Linked DNA regions of Canis lupus: region 2 is linked to region 1. Evidence: chromatin contacts called from public Hi-C data. All regions are on one chromosome and are shown on one strand. The core of a region is the stretch at or near the end of the contact, and the rest is flanking DNA. Distances in the headings are between cores, read along the strand shown. Region 1 overlaps CYP4F22 (cytochrome P450 4F22). Region 2 holds the start of AKAP8L (A-kinase anchor protein 8-like).

Region 1 (4,267 bases), core at 1,463-3,962:
CTGCTTTTTTTGTCTCTAAGAATTACCTATTCTGGACCTTGCTTATAAATGGGATCATACACTATGTGACTTTGGTGATTGGCTTCTTTCATTCAATGTGATGCTCCTGAGATTCATCCATGTTGTAGTGTGTGTCAGGGCTCCAATTCCTTTTTACAGCTGAATAACATTCCATTGTGTGTGTAGGGGGCATTTTGTTTATCCATTCGTGATTTCATGGACATTTCAGGTGTTTCCGGTTTTGGCTATTGTGAATAGTGCTGCTGTGAACATGTGTGTACACATACTTGTTTGAATACTGTTTTCAATTCTTTGGGGTCTGTACCTAGAAGTGGAATGGCTGGGCCATATGGTACCTCTGTGTTTAACTTTTTAAGGGACCACCAAACACTTTATATCTCTGTTGCCTCACAGAGCCAGTAAAGAGAGAATTCCAACTGAAGAAACCTAAGTCCCCATTTTATAGCCAAGGAAGGGTAGTCTCCCCACACCATTCTGTGCTATTGACCATCAGAATAACCCCTGTCTGCTTAGTGACCCCTGGGTACCAGACACTTGCTAAGGAGGGGATTAGGATTGGGGCACCCCTTTAGGGGCACCTGGGCGGCTCAGTTAGTTAAGCATCTGCCTTCAGCTCAGGTCATGATCCCAGGCTCTTGGGATCAAGCCCCACATTTGGCTCCTTGCTCAGCTGGGAGTCTGCTTCTCCCTCTGTGCCCCGCCCCTCTTGTGCTCTGTCTGAAATAAATAAAATCTTTAAAAAAAAAAAAAGATTCATTGTCTCTCCAACTCTGGAATCTGACAGATCTGTGTTTAACTCCCAACTTGGGCAAGTTGCTTCTTTCCTCGGAGCCTTCATCTCTCTACCTATAAATGATCATAATCCAAGTCCTTCCTTTACTGTGAAGAATCAACATGGTAATGTAGGAGGAGGATGGAACCTATATTATACTTCTGATTTATGATGGATGAAACCAACAAAAAAGTGGTCGCCTGAGACTTGGGTGGGGGGTAAAGTACCTCACTAAAAGTCACAGTTACGTAGCAGTTTGACTGGATCCACCCTACAAGCATTTTTGAGAAGTTTCCTGAAGCTTAACCCTTCTGGAAGCTAGGGAGGAGAGATTCCTAAGGGAGATCCTCTGGGGGTGGGGGCAATTTGCTGCTCGGTTGCTTTGCTCTTTGGGGAGCTGACTTTTGACAACAGAGAGTCTTGCTGAATCAGCCTGGGGTAGCCTGTGGTCATGAACCACAACTGATTCCCTGGTGGAGGTCACCTCTGCCCCCACCCACTTATTCCTCCTCTCTGTTCTACAGTTTATATCAGCACAGCAAGAGGCAGGGTGACTTCCGGTGCCCCAAACAGGCATTGGCCAGGCACTTCCTTACTTCCAGGCATAGGTCTTCTCCTTCTGGTCCCTCTGTTGGGGGGCACCCTTAACCCTTCCCTCTTCTTTCTGTAGTGCATACATTAGAACTTTCAGGATCTGGCTTCTAACCCTTCTAATCTCTCCTCAGAGGTCACTTTCAGGTTGGAGCCTCAGGCCCACCTTAAGAGGGAAGGAAGATGAACACTCTCATTTTACAGTTGAAAAGAAAGAGGCACAGAGATGCTAAGAGATGTACTCCAGGCCTTAGAGCATCGTGGTGAGAGGGGGACCCAGGCCTAGACACCCACAGGCTTCTTCTAAAGGGACATTCTTATTGGCCGAGGGACAAAAGAGTTGTTTCTGATAGGTAGAGGTATGTGGGGAGCTGCCGAGCCTGATTAGTTGAGGGGTGAGTAGTTTGACCCACTGAGGGGCACGAAGGTGGAGCCTACTTGTCTCTGAAGCGGGAATGAGGTACCATTTAGCCTATACTTTGCAAATCCCATAGCCCTGGGCCCAGGTAGAGGGAGGTGGAGATTAATTCCCCCACCGACTATGGGGAAATGGAGACAGGTGTGTGTGGAGGAAGGAGGGGGCTGGGTCCCTCCAGGCAGAGTCCAGGAGTAATCTTGTCCCCTGCCCTGCATCACGCCTCCTCCAGCGTGACCTGACCCCCAGTCTTCTGGCCCAGGCGGGCAATGTCCTTGCACCTCGGTCCTCCCAGCTCTCTGCTCCCCAGCGGAACTCGCAGGCCACCTCTCTAGCTTTTGAGGACCAGGGCCTCTCCTCTCGCCGCGCGTCTCGATGGGGTGACCTAACGCCCCGGGCCCCTTATTGCGATTATCTCTTATCTCTTCCCGTTTGGCATCTTTCTTTCCATCCCTTCTTTCCTTCTCCCCTAGCTAGTCTCATATCTCCGTTGAAAACGGCAGTCCGGATGTGGCCCAGGCCCAAACCCTTGGCGTCGCCCCTGACTCTCCCCCTTCTCTCACACCCGCACCTCGGCGGGTCCCGGCACCTTTCAGCGAACCCCCAGTTCTACGCCCTTTGCCCACGCAGGCCCTGCAGCGCGGCTGGGCGGGTCCCGAGCCGCGGCCTCCTCCCCCGGCTCCTCCTGCCGCTCTCGCGCCCCCTTCAGGCGGCGCGTTGAGTTGCAGCCAGAGGGAGCCGCTCAAATCTAGGTCGGCACCCGCTGCCCCGCCAAGTCCGCCTCCTCCCCTGCTCGCCCTCCCGCGCGGCGCCACCTTCCCCCCAGAGGAAAACCCCAGGCCCTCCCAGTGGCTCATCAGGCCCTGCACGACCTGTCCCGTCACCTTCCAGCCGCTGTCTCCTCCCACTCGCTCTCTCACTGACCCTGCTCCCCCCTCACTGGGCTCTTGGCTGTTTCTCCAGGCAGGGTCCAGCCTCAGGGTCTTTGCACAGGTCGTGCTCTCTGCCCCGACAGCTCTTTCTCCAGTTAAACTCCTCCCTGCGTCTGGTCTCCGCTCAAATAGCACCTCAGTGAGACCTTCCTCATCTCATTATCTCGCTGAATTGTCCCCCATAGCATACATTCCATAGAATAACCTTTTTTTTGGGGGGGGGGGGGGTGAAATTATGTGTTTCTAGTTATGCTTTATTGAATCTCCAGAAAGCAGGAATATGCACTGTAGAAAACACCTGGTACTCCCTGGGAACTTGGTGTTTGTTGAATGAATATGTGCCCTGTGCCAGCTGGGGCTAGGGAAAAGGCAGAGAGTGAGAAGGAGCACGTCTACCTGCACAGAGCTCACAGCTAAACAAACCATTCCAAGAGTGAGTTTGCTGGGACTGAGGACACACCGGGGCTGTGGCTGCATCGAGTGTGGGTTTGAACTGAGCCCAGAAGTTAGGGAAACCCTCAGAGAAAATGGCCTTTGAGCTGATAGCTGAAGGAGAAGTAGGAGTTAGCCGAGCAGGTGAGAGGGAACAGAATTCCAAGCAGAGGGAACAGCATGTGCAAACGTTTTGAGATAAGAGGGATGGCCTTGAGGGGTTTGGCAAAAGGGTTGCAAGTGGCAGTGAGCAAGAGCGTGGCAAGTGACGAATTGGAAGGAGCTGTTTGCTCCTGCGCTCAGCCTACACCCCTGAACTGCTCTGTCCTTTGCTTCAAATCTCTGATTTATCTTCTGTCTTGTTTCCACCCTTCTGCCCCCTAGTTTGTGTCCTGGGAGGCCGACTTGTATGGACCACTCAACCTTTGTCTTATGACTTCTGGTTGGGTTCGGCCAAATAGGGAGCCATAGCAGGCTTTGGAGAGAGAGAGAGAGAGGAGACTAAGGCTAGAGCACTAACATCTCCTCTCCCCTCCTGTGTGGTCCGTACAGGCTGCCTGTGTCCCTCAGCCAACAGCTCTTGCCAGGCAGTCCTCTCTTTGCACATAGTTCTATCAAGTCCAGGTTCCAGCAACTGCTTTATTTTTATTTTTTATTTTTTTTCCAGCAACTGCTTTAGCTCCATAGCCCCATGTCCCAGGGCTCTGGGGTGGTAATGGTTCTGGGCTGTGCTATCTTTTTGAAATAGTGCTTTTATTAAACTCTTTTCAAAATACCCCATTTGAGTATTCCGTTTCCTGCTGGAACTCTCTCTCTCTCCCTTTTTTTTTTATTGAAGTGAAATTCACATAACATAAAGTTAACTGTCTTAAAGTGTACAATTCAGTGGCATTAGTACATTCACAAATATTGTGCGACCACATCCCTGCTGCTTAGCTCCAAAATTTTTCCATCATTCCCAGGGGAGATCCTGTACTCATTCTCCTTCGATATGGGCATCACTCCTCACTGCTCTGTCCCTCAATCACTGACGACCCCTCATGTGCTCCGTCTCTATGGATTTATCTATTCCGGACATTTCATAGCAATGGGATCATACAATGT
Region 2 (4,299 bases), core at 517-3,016, 61 kb before region 1:
TTCTGCTCCTAAAACCAAAGAACTATCTTCCAGTGCTCAGTAAGACTTGGTGAAAAGGGTTACATCTCAATTCCAGAGATGTCAGCGACTACCCTAGTGACTTTCCTTCTGAACCAGAAAGCTACAGAAAGACCGGGGCAAGGTTGTCCAACTTTGGTACTACTGATATTCTGGGCTGGATAATTTATTTGTGGTGGGGGCTGCCCTGTGCATTAGAGGATGTTTAGCAGTATTTTTGGCCTCTATCCACTGGATGATGGTAGCAACTCCAATCCCAGAGGTGACAAACAGAAGCATCTCCAAACGTTGTCAAATGTACTGGGGGGCGGAGGTGGAGGGAAGAAGAATCAATCACCCTTGGTTGAGAACCACCGGCCTAAGGAATGGCTCCTTGAAAAACTAGGATTCTTGCCAAGCTCCTCACCTGGGGGCCAGAGGAGGGAGGCCTGGCATCACTTCCCTGCTGAGGCCAACATAAAGTAGCCTAAGGAACAGCCCCAAAGGCTCCAGTTCCATCGTCAGACCCCAACATTCCAAGCAGAATGTAGGTAACCCAGCAACCATACCTGCTCAAGCCTAATACTCCCGTCAAATGGGGAGGCCTCGTCTATGGCCCCGGGGCTGAGAAGCTTCCTGTGTTACTGCCAAGGCAGACGCGTGCTTTCAAATTCCCCCACAAGCGTCCAAGCATAGCCCAGGGCCCCCTCTTTGATCTCATCACCCACCTTCCCCTTTGCTCAAATCCCACTGGCCTCGCTAGCTGATCTAACCTGACGGCGGTTTCTGCTCCTGGGCCTGTATGTCGATGGCCTCGCGGGTTAGATATCCTTAACCCCTTCAGCCCATTCAGGTCTCTGATTCAAATGTCACCTTTATACGTTGATCCCACTCACCCCCACCCCACCACTGCCCCCGAGCAAGCCCCTCGGCGTCAGATCGCCGGGGAATACATCCTACGTTCATTGGTTTCCCTGCTAAGGTCCGCCCCTAAGCTGCTAGAGGATTTCCTGCCCATGTCTCCGTGCCTGTTCAGCACCTGACACCATGACTGCGACAGATGGTGAATGAATTAATGGAGAGGCCGGTCATTCCTCGCAAGGCTCACGCTCGGCCCCTCGGATCCCCCGCTCCTCGCCCGGCGCCTCTCCCGGCCTGGGGCAGACAAAGGGGCCGGGAGGTGGGCAGCTACGCATTCCGCAGGGAAACTGCGCGGGGGAGGCTGCGGCAATGGCGACGGCAGCCCAGCCCTGTGACCCGTGTGTCGGGCCGAGGCCTGAACAACGGCGACCTGGGGCGTCTAGGTCCGAGGCCGGGCCAAGCGGGGAGGCGATGGGCGCAGAGAACGCAGGTGCGCAGGCGGGGCCCTCGGACACAGGCGCGAGGGCAGGACCTCGGGCAGCGGCGGGCCGGGACGCGAGGCCAGGAGCACAGAGAACGAGGCGCCAAGGCGTGAGCCGGGGGAACCAGAGGCGACGGGCCCGCGGCGCCATTTTGTGACCGCAGAGAGGGCAGCGTCCAGGCCCCGGGGAGCTGAGGGCGAGCCCGCTGTGGCTCTGGCGCATCCCTGTCCTTCCCCCGCCGAAGCCCAACCCCTACCCTGCGGGCCCACCTGTGTAGCTCATGGTGGCAGCGAACACTGCACCCGAGGACTCAGGCAGCTGTCCGACACGTCCGACGCCGGGGTAGCGGCGACAATCCCCGGGGCCCCTTCTAACACAACCGAGCCCCACCCCCCGCCCCCATTGGCTCGCGTCGGACTCTGGCTTTACTCCTATTGGAGGAGAGCGCTGTCTATCCCAGCCCGTTGTCATGCTAGCGACGGATGGCGCTGCCGATCTCGTGAGGGCCCCGCCCCCCGTTATCCCAAGCCCGCGGTGATTGGCTGAAAGAAGCAGGCCGGGAGACAGAAGCTTGCAGATTTCGAAGAGGCGGAGCCGTGTGCTACGGGAAGACCCGAGGCCCAAGCGCGACCGGGCCGGGGGGAGCGCCGGTGCCCTGGAGGACCGCCAGAGGGAGTCGGAACTACCGCCCGAGGCACTGTTCCAGTCTCCGCAGCGCTACGGACGTGTTGTGCAAACCCAGCTCGTTTCTTAACTTCTCTGGCCCTCAGCTCCTAAACGAGCACCGTGCGGCCTCGCTGGAATGAAAATTACAACTAAGTATCACGCAAGATGCTGGGCTCCAGTTCAAACGTATGAGACAATGTATATAAAGAAACAGGTCCAAGGTGGGGTCGCGGGGTGGGGTGGTTCTAAATAAATGTTACATTTTGTGGTTAATTGTTGCATTATGATAATGGATTTATTTATATAGCATGTTTATATTGTATATGTAATATTTGTACTGTTTATCATCTCAGATGCTCCCCTCATTCCTGCAAGGTCCTTTTAAAAGAATTTCTCATTTAAAAGATAAAACTGAGGTTTGGAATTCATGACTTGCCCGAGGTCCCTGGCACAAGTGCTAAAGCTCCAACTCCCTTCTATAGCCCTCTGGGTTTGTTCCTGTAGCAGTGCAGTCTGGCGCCAGCCCTGTGTCCTCAGCATCCTCACTGGCTGTGTGGCATCCACTTTCAGAGACCTCTCAGAACTTCTGAGAGATGACTTGACAGAGCAGCAGATACTGAAAATGGTACTTAACAGCTGTTGTACATATGCTTTTTGTTTTACAAGTTCGTTTTAAAGTATGAGCAGTGTTGCTGATGTCTTGATATGAACGAAGTGTCAATCTCTTTAGGTATAATGGCATATTTAAAAGTCCCTATCCTTCAGAGAGAGTCTGAAATATTAAGAGATTGATTCACATAATTATAAGGATGTGATTCACCATAATTCAGATGAGGAAAAGGAAGGGGGGTATTAAAAAAAAAAAAGGAAGCGGGTAGTGAGTTATAGTTGAAGAGATTGTGGTCTTGAGTTGGTAACTGATAGATGAAATCTTATTAAATGGCATATGCAGAGTTTGCTGCCACATGGGACAAGGCTTATGCTGTGTTAAGAAACTCCAAATACGAAGCATACAGAACTGATTAATATGCACTCCAGCTTTAAGGCTCACTGCAGTGTTACCCTCAGATGCCTGCCTGTTCTCCAAATTAAAGCTGAGCCTCCTGGACACCTCTTATAGACCCTACAGCTTCCTTCATGGCACATACCACAGCCATCATTTTACCTTCATTGGGTGATTTTATTAACATCCTATGCTCTGCTTCTGAAACGGAACGGCCTGAGAAGAGAAGCAGCATGCTCAAAATTTTAGGAAAAGATTCCTCTGTGCTAAGAACCTTAGGCTACCCTTTTGAGGACCTGCACAGCTATCACTGCATGTGTTCATGGGAAGGAACTTCCCATGTTACTTTATAAGGTCTTGTGCCATTTGAATTTTTTTAAAATCCAGCTTCCATCATTTTTATATTTTTAAAACTGATAAAAAGCTAAAAGGGGAAGTGCCTTTGGGTCAGCTCTCATCCCCAGAGATGCCCTCTGCTTTCAGAGTCTTAGACATGCCCACTCCCAGTGTGGGATGTTCAGAAGTGCTTGAGTCTTTCTCCTACCAAGTGAGATGTGTGCCCTGACCTCCTCTCAGGACCAGAAAAGCCAAGAGTATAGGCCAACGCTACTCTTGTGGGCATGTTACCACAGCTTGTTAGCCTGTCCCTCCCAGACAGAGGCACAATGGGGGTCCTGGGGCAATAGCATTCAGGGTAAAGGAGGCCTCTGCTGTCTACACCCCAAGAGGTTATTCCCACTTTCCAGCCCTTGGCCACTGAAGTGAAAATGATGAGCTGAAAAACCGCATGCAATAAACAAGAAGGAGCAGCCAACAAAATCTCTTAAAATCTCAGAAATGTTCAATAAACATTTGCAGAGCGAGAAAATAAATAACATCATGGAGCCAGCAGCTCCCTTTCCCCTCGTGTGATTCGGGTTCAGGGTGCCTGTGTCTCCAGACAAGTCATAGGTCTTGAAGGCAGGCTGGCCCCAGCTCTCCGAAGGCTGCCAGCAATTGTGCACTTCTCCCTCCCCACGCAGGTCCCCCACACCCTCCCTGGACAGCTTCTGCCCTTGGAGAGCCCTTCCGGCTTCATCACTTCATCCTGGCCCCCTTCCTAGACCAGCTGCCCAGAGTCTTGGTTCCTCTCCTCTGCTTACAGGAGCCGCTTCACCAGCCAGCCAACCAGCCAGAGCCCCCCACCAACCGTGCCATTGAAAGCCAACAGCTGGGAACTTGGGCTCATCCCCAGCTGGGTCTGGTGAGCTTGGCGGCCAACAGGAAAACCCAGGGCCTCCGGGGGCTCTG

What was found. Hi-C and Micro-C count contacts between places; a contact is called where the count stands out from the background.
Region 2: a contact with region 1 is called in a Hi-C map of blood, with 6 times the contacts expected there. The contact joins the promoter of AKAP8L here to the enhancer-like site in region 1. A contact is called at or near these places in 2 of 9 Hi-C or Micro-C datasets (both in blood).

What each region holds. Positions count from the first base shown.
Region 1 is chr20:47,122,541-47,126,807 of UU_Cfam_GSD_1.0, reverse strand. The region is part of intron 1 of CYP4F22 (cytochrome P450 4F22); the gene reads left to right. Among named protein-coding and RNA genes, the nearest start is that of PGLYRP2, 12 kb to the left of the region's middle. Within about 2 kb of position 2,712, at least 3 of the 20 cell types and tissues checked have an H3K27ac peak or open chromatin away from gene starts, as enhancers often do. A contact at or near this core is called in blood, where this site is marked.
Region 2 is chr20:47,182,713-47,187,011 of UU_Cfam_GSD_1.0, reverse strand. AKAP8L (A-kinase anchor protein 8-like) reads right to left here and starts at 1,766. Exons shown (of 15, transcript XM_038567017.1): 1 at 1,610-1,766. The coding sequence starts at 1,622. WIZ (protein Wiz) reads right to left here. Exons shown (of 11, transcript XM_038567012.1): 11 at 3,814-4,299.